Regions from separate parts of the Triticum aestivum genome. Here region 1 is linked to region 2. Evidence: chromatin contacts called from public Hi-C data. All regions are on one chromosome and are shown on one strand. The core of a region is the stretch at or near the end of the contact, and the rest is flanking DNA. Distances in the headings are between cores, read along the strand shown.

What was found. A called contact is a pair of places that touch in the nucleus more often than the background predicts.
Region 1: a Hi-C map of leaf shows a contact between it and region 2, with 5 times the contacts expected there. The contact joins the promoter of LOC123148384 here to the promoter of LOC123152269 in region 2. A contact is called at or near these places in 2 of 5 Hi-C or Micro-C datasets (both in leaf).

The regions. Positions count from the first base shown.
Region 1 is chr7A:577,293,982-577,300,301 of IWGSC CS RefSeq v2.1, reverse strand. LOC123148384 reads right to left here and starts at 5,051. Exons shown (of 20, transcript XM_044567778.1): 1 at 4,688-5,051; 2 at 3,785-4,034; 3 at 3,466-3,575; 4 at 3,245-3,379; 5 at 1,808-2,039. The coding sequence starts at 4,994.
Region 2 is chr7A:576,745,069-576,751,409 of IWGSC CS RefSeq v2.1, reverse strand. LOC123152269 reads left to right here and starts at 2,413. Exons shown (of 1, transcript XM_044571858.1): 1 at 2,413-3,281. The coding sequence starts at 2,452. The coding sequence ends at 3,042. It overlaps TRNAL-CAG (transfer RNA leucine (anticodon CAG)), which reads left to right and starts at 3,660; the gene lies at 3,660-3,740. LOC123148380 (stromal processing peptidase, chloroplastic) reads right to left here. Exons shown (of 25, transcript XM_044567772.1): 23 at 5,484-5,634; 24 at 5,186-5,302; 25 at 4,564-5,075. The coding sequence ends at 5,220.

The DNA of each region.
Region 1 (6,320 bases), core at 3,802-6,301, 550 kb before region 2:
CTCCCCTTCCCAGTCCCTAACCTAAATCGGATGACTATCACCACCAGGCCCTAATCACCATCATGTCTCCTCCCAACCCTGAGGCCTTACCCTCACCCTCTGCCTCAACTGACCCTGCACACACTGCAACTCTGGAATCACCATGCACTAGTTGCCGACCTCCACGTGGCATCGGTGCACCACCAGCGCAGCGAAGACGAGATGTGGGTGTCACATCACATCATTGCATGTAAGGGGCATAGGACAGAGATATCCTCATGGCACCAGTAGCCTGGAGCCAGTGGCGGACCCTAAGCGGGGCACTTGGAGGGAGGGGAACTGAGGAAGCGTCCAGGGACGACGCCAACCAAGAGTTGTAGTGGGGCACCTTCATTTACGCCATGGGTTCAACTCTAGTTCTCTATGGAGGAATAGTGGTTTACCATAGGATTCCCCGAATTTATTTGGGGTCAGCTGACCTCAATGCTATACTGCTAGCTCCATCGCTGGAAGCAACTGTGCAAGTAAGTCCAGAGCAAAATGGGTACCAGGCCAAAAATGGAGCTGAACAGCTGGGGACCCAGATAAAACTATGACGATGGTTTGAATTTTTGTTACCATTGTGATTGATACAAGGTATCAACAACTAAGTAGTAAGTAGTAAGTACAGTTCTTTGATAAGTTTTCTATTTGTAAGTACAAGAATGTGTGTCTAGAGTTATTGAGAGCCTAGTATACTGGACAGTCCTTGGTTAGGGTCAATGCTTAGTGGGTGTTTAGTTAGTTGGTTCCTTAATTCTGGAGTCTGGACAATGAAGCGATGAACAGAATGGTGGCCATTCAGCTTTCTGAGAACTCTTCTCAGTTCTCACTATGCCGTCCAGGCGTCCACATTCAACCCAGTGAGGGGAGTGTCATGTTGAGGCTGTGCATGTTGAGTTTGGGCGAGCTCAGTATGCACACTTCATACTGTCTGTATATGTTGAGCATTCTTTTATTTGGCTTTGTTATGATTACTTCAAATCAAATAATGTTGCCCATGTATGCTAGTAAGTAATGGGGTTAAGCATCTGTCATAGTGAGGTTGGACAGAAACGACTTGAAGAAAGAATAACACTTGTGCCTGCTGGGGGTAGAGACAAACTAGAGCAAGGACTCTGGGAGATATAAGACTAGTTCATTCTTTCTTAATGAACAGGGATGGGGTGCCATGCATAATACAGAGCCGGACTGTAACAACTTATTTTAATATTTCCAGTTAACAGAGATACATCCCAAACCAATAAGATCCTAAATCTCTTCTGTAAGTAACACTATAACTCGCAGAATGACAGGTTTAAAACTACAGGTTCCGTGATTAATTACATCAATTTTCATCGTGCACCGACTTCCGGTGCGGACTGACCATCTGGGCGCACAAGCCATCCTCAGAGAATTGTGCAGCGGTTCTATGAGTAAATTCCAATTGATCAGCTCTTATCTCGTTGCCTGGAACTGGTGCACTATTTTGAGAGGCTGTCTTGTGGCCCAAGTTAGTAGACCAAATGGAATGTTCAGTGCACCCTACAACATGCAGTTATGTGATAAATCATAAAACTGAACCATCTATAGTTCTTGGTATTGATCCCCAAATCCGTAGTTTTCTGAGAGTTTGTACTTTGTACACGATACTTGCAGTTTGGTGAAATTTACTCTTGAATAAAATGCAGTAGGGCTATATGTAACTTTTCTATTTTTCAAGATGCAAACTCCAATACATTAAAAACCTTGGGAAACTGGTAGGTTATACATAATTGGAGAAAAAGAACTCAATAGATTGCGTACTAACCGTTTAAAAGGCACGTCGCCAATAGCTCGAGATAGTGCGAGCTCACCATTAACACGGTATACACCAGCCCACTCAAGAACATAACCACCAGCAGCTTCTACACGCCTTCTCTCATCCTCTCTATCCGGATGATGGTCCCTGGTTAACTCCTTTACATTGTAAAGTGGTCCACCATAGTTTGCCAAAGCAAAGTCCTCATGATTGCTAGAGTTTCTCTTTCTTCTCCGTTTCCCTGATAATGGAAGCTTTCTGATTATTGTTTCTCCACAAGTCCACAGTGCAAGTCATCATACAAGCAGATCAGGATGTAGAGACCATTTAAAGCAGAAGGTATTATCTGTATGAAGCAGCAAAATGTGTAATTTTGGAGCATCTCCTGTTCAACTAGAAGTCTAGAAGTGAAGAATTTTTGTTACCACAGTTCTTTCATGATTTGATCCATAAATGAACCAATATTGGTCTTGGTTACTGCAACCTGCCTAAATTATTACTCAGTAGCCTAACAGAAAATTTTCTACCATGATATTATAAGTACAGAATTGTTTTTCCTTGAACATGCATCAAAATTCATGTCATTTTGTATTAGAAGGGGCACCATGATGGGGCGAAACTAACAACCAAAATGGAAAAGAAACTAGCAAAAGCAAGAACAAAACTGAAAAACTATACTACCCTAAACTACCTAGAAAAGATTAAAAACGATTATTGAACGCAGCCAGCTAGGCAATGTCTTAAGACTAATGCACATGCAGGTAGTCACATAAAAGGATGAAGGCTAGGCCCCCTAACAGCAAAGCATGCACTAATGTCTAATGAGGAGAAGCTTGTACTAAAACTAAGGCCATGCTAAGACAAGAGATAATGATGCATCACGACATGAACAATGCAACGTGGCAGTTTCAAAAGTTACAGTTAAAAGCTAAAATGTGGCGTTTTCAACATTTCTCACCATATGTACTTCGGCTATATTATGGTGATTTTGATTTTTGTTTTTTCGCCAAAGTCATGGCGCACCTATACTCTCCCAGATTGCCACTTGGTTTCTGCAGCATTATCTACAAGGATGTCAAATCCCATACCGAGGCAATGTGGATCACCAGACAGTGCTAATCGTGTCTCATACAATCTATTATAAACATTGCTCAAAGAAACATGGATCCAAGGAGGATAGGAATTAGGATAACATTAGTAGTATGCCTTGATATTTTCAGCCCAGATAAATATAGCCTATAAATCTGTAATATGTATGAGACTGAAAGAGTATGGGATCTGGAGAGACAAGGTAACAGGGGGAGGGAGAAAATAAAATGCAAGAAAATGCTTGCCAGCAAGAGTAGGAGAGTAGTTGACAGGACAGAAGTATCAGTGCTTAAACATCCAGAATAAGCAACATCCATTTGGGTAAGTTATTTAAATAATAAAAGAAAGAAGACTAACTCTTTTGGCGGTATGGGGCATGACTTTGTGAGCACAAAAATGCTTTTGAATCTCCTACATTAGCTGTTATGATTTGGCCATCGGCTATCAAGACCACAGTAGCTGTTGAACCGGACTTGAAATTTTTTCGTAAAGCTTCCTGCATTACAGATGCCAAATAACTCTTTTCAATTCTTACGAACGTGCACAATGAAGTTTAAATTTGCTTACGAAAATGAGACCTTCCTTGGAGAATGTTAGGTCAATATCCTGAACTGCCCTCAATAATGATTCCTTCAGAATTTCCATGTGAAAAGATCGATCTAGAATAGTGGGTGATGTCCAACATGACCTGCACTTTTTTAGAACCATGAACAACTTTTATTTCCCTGAAAACAAGGTTCAGATTCTTTGAAAGTGGCATATAAACATTAATACTTTAATAGCATTCGGAGATCAAGGAAACATCAAAATCATCATGCTGTAAACAGGATGTAACTCCATAGTGTAAACACAACCAGAACTATTTACATGGATTAAAGGGCATGATAAAAGACAAACCTCTGGCCGTGATTGGACTGATCCTCTTTGTACAGGTTAAGAACACTGTTAAGAATAGTAACTTCCTTATGTGTCAGCTTTCCAGTTGAGTTTCTGAACATGATGGAGTATATACCATCAAGAAGAAAATAAACATGAAGCAACAAGTACTCCAGTAAGAGCTTAGAAGCCATCTCACTGGCCTCATCTCCATTATGACCATCAAATATTGCCATCACTCCTACATCCACCTCTTTAATCCTCATTTGCTCTGTATAATATAGCAAGTTAACCAGGATCAGATTACAAATGAACAGGGTGCATGTTAAAGGATCGAGCATAAAATCACAATGACCAAAGCACTTTGAAAAGTATTTCTACAAATCATTTGGCTGACTACGTAATAGGCTAATAGCAGCTTGTTATCCCTAGACATATGAGTCATGAAGCACTAGTCAACTTGAGCAACTCGCAGTCTCACAATATGCAACCTTAATGGCAGGAAAAAGATGCTGTGCTAGGCCTAATAAACTCTGCCGGAAACTATTCTGCAGAAAGCGCCCAGTACATTCACAAACTATTATCCTTCCAACATGATATCCAGCTTCCCACTCCCATTTTACAATTTCTTAGTGACTACACTCTCTGACATGAGATGCCAACTAACATTCAGGAGCAAAAATCATAGTACCAGTAAACCAGAAGCAGAATACTGTTTTCATTCCTCATTTCTAGCTCAGAGTTCATGAAGCATAATAATAAGTGCATTCTAATTAATAAGCAAGGTCGCCAGTACAATCCTGGAAGTTCTGGTTAACTGCACATGATTTCTCAATACTCCCTCGTCCTTCCCCCTCATAGCTGCAATGCAACACCGCGTGTAAATTGCGGATTTGATTTACTAACTCCGTGTTGTGCAGGTACCTATGAAGGGGATGCGGATGCCGAGCGCGCAGACGGCGCGGTCCTCCTGGGAGCGGCGGCGGCCACGGTGAGCCGCCACATGGCACCTCCTCGGCTGCGGGGGGGAGGAGCCCTTGTCCCCATCTCCCTCGCCGTCGGAGAGGATGGTCCAGCGGGAGCAGTGCGCGGACTGGTACACCGCGGGCGCGCCGCCCTCGCGGTACACGGCAAGGCACGTCGCCGACTCCCCCGCGCACCGGAGCGGGACTAGGAGCTCGATGAGGATGAGAAGGAGGATGGTACGGTGGCCGGATAGCGGTAAGGACATCGGCGAGTCGCCGGAGCAGAAGAGGGGAAGAGGAATTTGATTTATTTTTTTAGACACAAGGGGAAGAGGAATTATGGGCTTGCGTATCGCGAGCTCGTGGTGGGCCCCGAGCAACACTTTCTTCAATCCGAGCTGGCGAGTAGAGCGACGAAGGGGAGCTACTATACACCGCCCGCTGCGAGCGATACGACCTGGTCGCTCACGCACGTCTTTCATGGGCCGGCACAAGTAGCGCAGGTTTTTTAGCTAAAAATGTAAAATACACTAATGCCCTCAAAAAACAAAAGGTTAAAATACACTACTCACTCGGAGGGAGTAATATATTTTCAGACAGACACAAAATTTTTTTATTATATTTAAAAGAAATAAATTGTCTTACTAATTTATATAAAGATAACAATTTTAATAATAAACAACTAAAAAATATGTGTGTGTGCACATATATAAAATAATCATGTCCTCCTAAAATTTATTTTATGCATTTTCTACAAAGTGTAAACGCATTTGAAAAATATTCCTGTAATTTTTCAAAAACTAAACATGTTTAGAACAAGCTCATCATGTATAAAATTTGTTCAACATATGTTTAGAAAAATCAATGTATATTTAAGATATATTCAAAATGTTCCTCATGTATTTAGGAAATATTCAACGTGCATTGGAAACAAAAATGGACAAAATGTTCTACGTTTAAAAAAATTAATATATAGACAAAATGTTTACATTTTATTCTAACATCTAAATTTAAAACAAAAATGGAAATAATAATAAGAAGAAAAACAATGGAAATAGAATAAAAATAGAAATAAAAAAACCAAAAATGGAGACAAACCAAATAAAACATAAAAGAGAAGCAAAAAAAATACAAATAAAAAAAACATGCAGAATAGGGAGAAAACATGCACCCTTACGTGACTTTTGGGTCGTCCCACATCAAGGTGTCGTTTTTTATTCTTTTCTGGTTTTTCTGCAAATTCACAAGTTTTATGGAAAATGTGAAAAATAAGTTCATGAAAAAATGGAAAAAATTTCACCTTCTATGGGAAATGAATAAGACTTCAAAAAATGAAAATGAATTTTCTTTTCCAAAATACCTCTATGATTTAAAAATTGTAAAAATGTGTGCAGACTTTTAGAAATGTCACAAAATGATAGAAAATATATGCAAAATTTATAAAGTATCTTTGGTAGGCCACGTCTCGCCCGCACTAGGCCGGCCGGAAATGTGGCATGCTCATTTGCTTGGTATCCACGAGTCCACGTGTATGCATGGAATAGGATTTGTTTATAAACATTTGCAAGAGAAAGGCTAGTGCTGAAAACGTG
Region 2 (6,341 bases), core at 1,164-3,663:
GACCGGACCGGCAGTGCCGCGGCGCGGGGCGCACAGCGCGCCGCACCCCGTCCGCAACAGCGCAAAGCGGCAGGCACTGCGGCAGCAGCGGCGTGCGGTTCCGTGCGTGAGTCACTCACACGCGGACCGAGCGAAACGCACGGCAATTTAAGAGGGAAAAAATAGTTTCCGAAAAAATATTTTATACCCAGTATACGTAGGAGTAGCCGTATGTATGACAGTGCGTACATATCAGCAAGAAGACAAGGTGCGGCGATGCGTTCGGTTCGCCGCCGCGTCAGCGCCCACGCCCCAACCCCAGCACCCCAGCCGGCCGTTTTTGCTCGTGCTTCGTCCGTGGAGACTTTGCAACCCGGTCCCTTCGGAGGTGCTATTTTACAAGATGAACCAGGTGGCTTTCTTTCTTGGGGGAGAGGCTATCAAATTTGTAGTTTGGCTACGAATGAGATAAACTATAGTAAAATTCACAAGGTTGACTTGGAAAAATAAAATATATGTGCTGGCTAGGCTGACTTTCGTACACATTAACTAATGGTAGAGATTTTGCCGAAAAAAATAAACTAATGGTAGAGCTTCATGGGATGAGTCGGTGTTTTGTACATTTCTACGTATCTTGTTTGCTGCAGGGTGGAGACAGCTACAAGCCTACAACGAGGCATTGTGTTGATCTACCCTAGCCGCCGCCACGGGGAGGCGATCTTTTTCTACCGATCTCCCACGGCGAGGGCGCTGGCCTCCCCTCTCTCCGGTTGCTGCTCTGGCGGCAGGAGGGAGGGAGGACCCGTTCATTCGCTCCGTAGTTAGGATTTAGATTTGTAGGTCGTGGTGCATCGTTGGAGTAGTGGGAGCGGCATCCGGATGAATAAATTTGCCTCAACTCCACTTTCACACCGGCGGTGTCCTTCATGGCGGCGTTTCAGAGTTGCTGGCATCATGTATTTGTCGATCCTTCAGATCGGCGATGTTAGGGTTCATGGATGGTGTCGGCGAGGCGGCGACGGCGACTCCATCAGGTGTGTCTCTCCTTCTGCTCCATCCCCGTTGCTGCGGCGTTGTCTCCGACGTCATGGTGGAGCAGGGAGGTTTTGTCGTCCAGGAGTACGCGCAGACGCTTGTCTACGGAAGTGACAGCTGAAAGATGATGCATCTTGTGCTGGGTTTGTGGTTGAAGGCTGACAGTTCTGGTTTCCTTCTCCGACGATTAGTCATGTGGGGGTGTCAGTTCTGGAGTTCGATGGCATGTCTGAGAACACGTTGCCTCGGTCTGATTCTTTCAACGACAATGGTTTTACTTCAGGCAAACTACTTTAGAGATCCGTAAAGCTGCTGATCAGCGATGGAGCCGCGTCGAGCTCGGGTGAAGAGGTGATCTATCTCCTTTTTCATAGTGGAGAGGGTCAGGCGCTGGTCTTTTGCATAGGATTATCATATCTTTTCAATCCTGTAATATCGATATTTACGTGGCTTGTAACTGAATTTTTATATTATTAATGAGACACGTATTACTACGTGAAAGAAAGAGGCATTGTGTTGATCCCACATCCCGATGCCATCTAGCAAATCCTATGATAATACATAATGCTTATAATTGAGGAATAGAAGTGGACTATCATTTACACCAGAAGCGGATCCAGTAGAATTTTTTGATTGGCTTCATCTTTCGTTAATTGGAAATTGGAATGCATGTGTTTTCTTTATCTTTGCGACTAGTTTATTGGCCGGTTTCTGCGATGAAATATTCTCCGGTTCCTAGGTGCATATACACTTGGTATGAAAGAAAAAATAGTAATTTGAAAAAAGTCAAAATTTCTAAAAACAATCTGAAATAAACTTGACCTTTTGTTATACCTAAAATGTTTTGCGAGGAAAAGAATTCCTGTTGGCTTTGGGGGGTGGGGGGGGGGGGATCTCAAGGACAAAAAAATGCGAGTAGTAACTTCTATAGTGTTTATTTTGTTTTTCGACCAACAATACCATGGAATTTTTCCTTGGCTAACCTTTTTACACCAATATAACAGAGGGAATGTTTTTATATGAAAAGTTTGTCGCGATCACACCATTGGCTCTCTAAGTGAAAATCTTATTTGCCGGATTTCGAAGAACAAACTAGGATGCGTCTAACTCTCGTATATAGATGGGAAATATTAGAGTACATGTATCCTTATACAGTTATACTCAGGCACTATTTGCAACATTTAAGTGGCAGAAAACAAGATTGCTTTGGCAATAAATAAAGAAAGGAGTGCCCACCATGAGAAACTGAGAATCGAGAAGGGCGACAAGCTCACAATAACACCAAAAGCAAGGGAGCGGCAATAAATAAAGAAAGGAGTGCCCTGGACTCCTACTGTCCTCCACGTTGGGCGCGTCGTGGCTATATATACAGCTTCTTTCCGCGTCCCGTCCTCACCAAACACCAAAACCATTCAACCTGTATTCAGAAAACCGTGGATGGGATCAGGTCTCTCTCACAACCACCGGAGCAGCGTCGCGCCCCAGCAGCAGCCGTCGTCGGCCCGCGTCATCGCCGCCGACGGCTCGCTGACGGAGTTCGCCGCCTCCTCGCCTGTCAGCGTCTCCGACGTCCTCCGCGCAGGCAATGCGGGCGACTCGTTCTTCCTGTGCAGCTCCGACGCGCTCTACTTCGACGAGGACGTGCCGGCGCTCGGCGGCGGCGAGCTGCTCCGTCCCGGCCAGATATACTTCGTGCTCCCCCAGGCGATGCTCGGGCGGCCCCTCTCGAGCGCCGACATGGCGGCCATGGCGGTGCGGGCTAGCGAGGCGCTGGCGACTAGAGCGCGGCCGCGTGGGCGCGGCGCCGGCATCAGGAAGGTGCGCGTCACGCCGGTGCACGCCGAGGGCAGGCGTGGCGACGTGGACGCACAGGTCAACGCGAAGCTGAACGAGAGGACCCTTGGGGAGTACTCTGCGACGGCCTCGGGTGGTCCGGCGTGGATCGGCAAGAAGGCTGCCGTGGCTGCGTTTCCGCCGGCGAGGAAGGCCCTCAAGCCGCTCAGCACCATCCAAGAAGATGCGGAGTGACGCAATGCTCATAAGAAAAAAAGGCAGGCGACGCCGAGTGATAAAATGGAAGGAAATCATAAGATTTTGTGATAAGGATTAATTTTTTCTGTACTATTGTTTTCGCATTAACCATTTTTTGGAACAGTGGTGTTGGTGAGGAAAATTCAAAAAAGGTAGATAGGGATGTCGTTTGGTTGATTTGCCATTGTACATGTACTAGTATTTGGTAACAAAGGGAATTGAAATGTGGTCCCATATATGATTTGTTCATACTTCTACTTTTGTTGATTGTGTTGGGCTAGTGGTCAAAGGCGTCGGCTTGAGATCATGTGATAATATTCGGTTGACTATCGCGCATGTCTTCTTTTTGTCCCCGTTGTGTCGTGATGCCTAAGATTATTTTGTATTTAGGGGAGGAGACTTTAGAAAATGGAAATAGTTGAAGCATCGAGCATCTCTCGTGGCAGAATTAGTGGTGGGTACGGATTAGCTATGTCGAAATCATCTTGTGGACTTCAACTGACGGAGAAGGTACTGGTCTGGTCAGCCAAACGGCAGGTGGATATGCGCATCGTTGGTGGAGCGCACAGGCTGCTACACTAACAAATAAACTTTATACGCACCTATATCACCAAGTCAAGATGGCCGAGTTGGTCTAAGGCGCCAGTTTCAGGTACTGGTCCGAAAGGGCGTGGGTTCAAATCCCACTCTTGACACAGTTTTTTCGTTCATTTATATATTTGCTTCACCTTTTCTTTTTGAATGTAATATCCTTTTGTTTGACTTAATTTTGGTCTGTGCCGTCGGTTGCCGAGTGCCGACCAGATTGTACGACTTCCGCTGAGAGAATCGGCGCTAGGCTGAACGGGCACGAGCATCTCACCGACGCCCCAACTGGAAGTCTGAGCTGTAAAAAAGGCCTCCCTCCGTGATCACAAAGTCGCAGTGCCAGTGGCAACAGCTCCTGGTCTTCTCAACATGCTAGCTACATGCATGCATTCTTTTTGAAAAAACTGGACACGGGAGAAGTTTGAACGAGCGAGTTGCAAATTGCTCGTTCCCCGACTGGGTTTCTCTTTCATGTCCATTGCCCTTGCTCGTGCTGGCGAGAGGGGGACTTCAGACTTGGTCGTGGCACACACACATGATGCTTGCACGGCGGGCGTTGTTTCTGGAAGCCCTGGCTGACGCATTTGACCCGCGGTGAGTGGACGAGAGGCAGGCGTACGGGTACGGCTTCCGTCCCCGCATGGACCACGCGGACCGTGGACTGCGGCGGCATCAGGTAGCGTTCATGTGGCCAACAGGATCAACTACGTGAATGACAACCTACCACTTCAGCAAACCAGCAGTGTCGTCTCTCCCCGTCAACCCGAGCTTTTGGACGAAACTCCATCAGCGAATAATCAACTTGATCTTTTCCCTGATATTTTATCGGATGCCCCAGAGGGGCTCCCGTGGCCGCGAGCATTCAATTTGACACCTCAGGCTCAAAACATAATTCAGCCAAGGCTCCCAAAATAGTGGAACCAGAGTAGCTATAACCAAAACTCTGTATCTTTCTCATTATAAATACCTCAAGTATTACAACTGTGAGAAGAAATAACAGTAGTAAAAACTTACACGAGCCTATGCTATTTATTATTTCACCGTTATTGTGTTACAATGACCTGTGCTACTTAGCCGTTGCACAGTGTCTTGGGAGTGATTGATTCTCTACTGTCATCCTATATCTTCTGCAATGACCTGAAGAATCCTAGTTACAAGTTACAACAACCGAGGAACCTGCAAGAATCAAATCGTTCACCGCTATACATGTGGGCATGGCCTGCCAAGTAAACCTTTCAAGACCTTGCCAACAATCAACTCAATGTTTCTCGGACAAAATGCAACAACCAACGCTTTCTGTTGCAATGTGCATTGAATAACTATCGGCCTGATCCAATCAAACCAGTGGGTGGACATTACCCGCTAGCAAACGACTGCCATCAGTCTAGTCTCCACATGGCAATGCAGATCCCCTCTTCAGGAGCTAGGTTGATACTTGATACCTGTGTATGGGGCCAGTTATAATCAGAAGAAAAAAAAAGTCTGCAGGTTTCACAAAAGCATTGTATAACACTGGATATGGAATGATTCAATTGATAACAATGTTACACACCTTGAGAAAGTTGGGGCGTGAAAATGTGTAGAGATCATGTGGTTGGTCTGGTCATAGTAGATAGACCCCGACCTCCCATGGGAACCATACCAGGAAGCCCCAACTCAGGCTCATCATCTGCTGACAATTAAATGAAAAATAAATGGATGAAACTACAAATTCTGATGTAAAAAATGCATCTACCATACAGCAAACAAATAAACAATATACGGCCATTTTCATGTACTAAACTTTGCTCAAATCCGAATAAGATTCATACAAACTGTGCAACTTTATCATCAATGTTTTTATTACGTACCGTTCACTTCTTCACCAGATTCAGCACCAGCAATCCCGATGCAGGCAAATAAAGATGAATCGTCAACTTTCAAGTGCTCATATGCAAGATACAAGTCCTCAATTGTGGCACTTTCATACAATGTTGTCAATTCCTTAATACAGGATATATCCTGCATTTAATTGGAAGAGATGAACTACAGTAAGACAGTGATACAACAAGAGAAGAGGAAATGAAACTAGTATGGAAACTAATAGCACAAAAAACTAATGAAGGATAAGATATGGACTGGGATCCAACAAATGATAATATCTAACACGAAAAAGATACAATCTATACAGATTTAACATGTGATCATACATTGGCAGATACATGTAATGCAAACTGCTGTTAAAAATTTCCTCTAGGGAAGGCTCTACAGCCCGAATTATTCAGAGGCAGGGTCTTGGCCAAGTCAGCATTTTTTTTAAAGCAGAAGGTTTAGTTATACTTGGTTCAGTAAACACACTGAATGCCCTGAGTGCATGGTCAAGTGTCAGCCAAACCATAGAGTCATACTTGCAGCCTGGTGGAGTATAACCAAGAGCATAGAACATACTCCCTCTGTCCCCTCCCTATCTTTTCAATGCAATGAAACGCAACAGTCCTCTGCGTTTTCTCGAAAAAAAGAAAAAGAACTCCCTCTGTCCCAAAATAAGTGTCGCCGATTTAGTACAACTTATTTTGGGACGGAGGGAGTAGATTTATTTGTTTTCCTTCTGCTACTCATACAGCAACCCCTGGAACTTCTTGATATATCAACAAACTTCTCAACCAATAATTACATGATCATAACTATCATCGAGATGGTCGTGGGTCAGCAGGCTTTCAGAAGTTCGT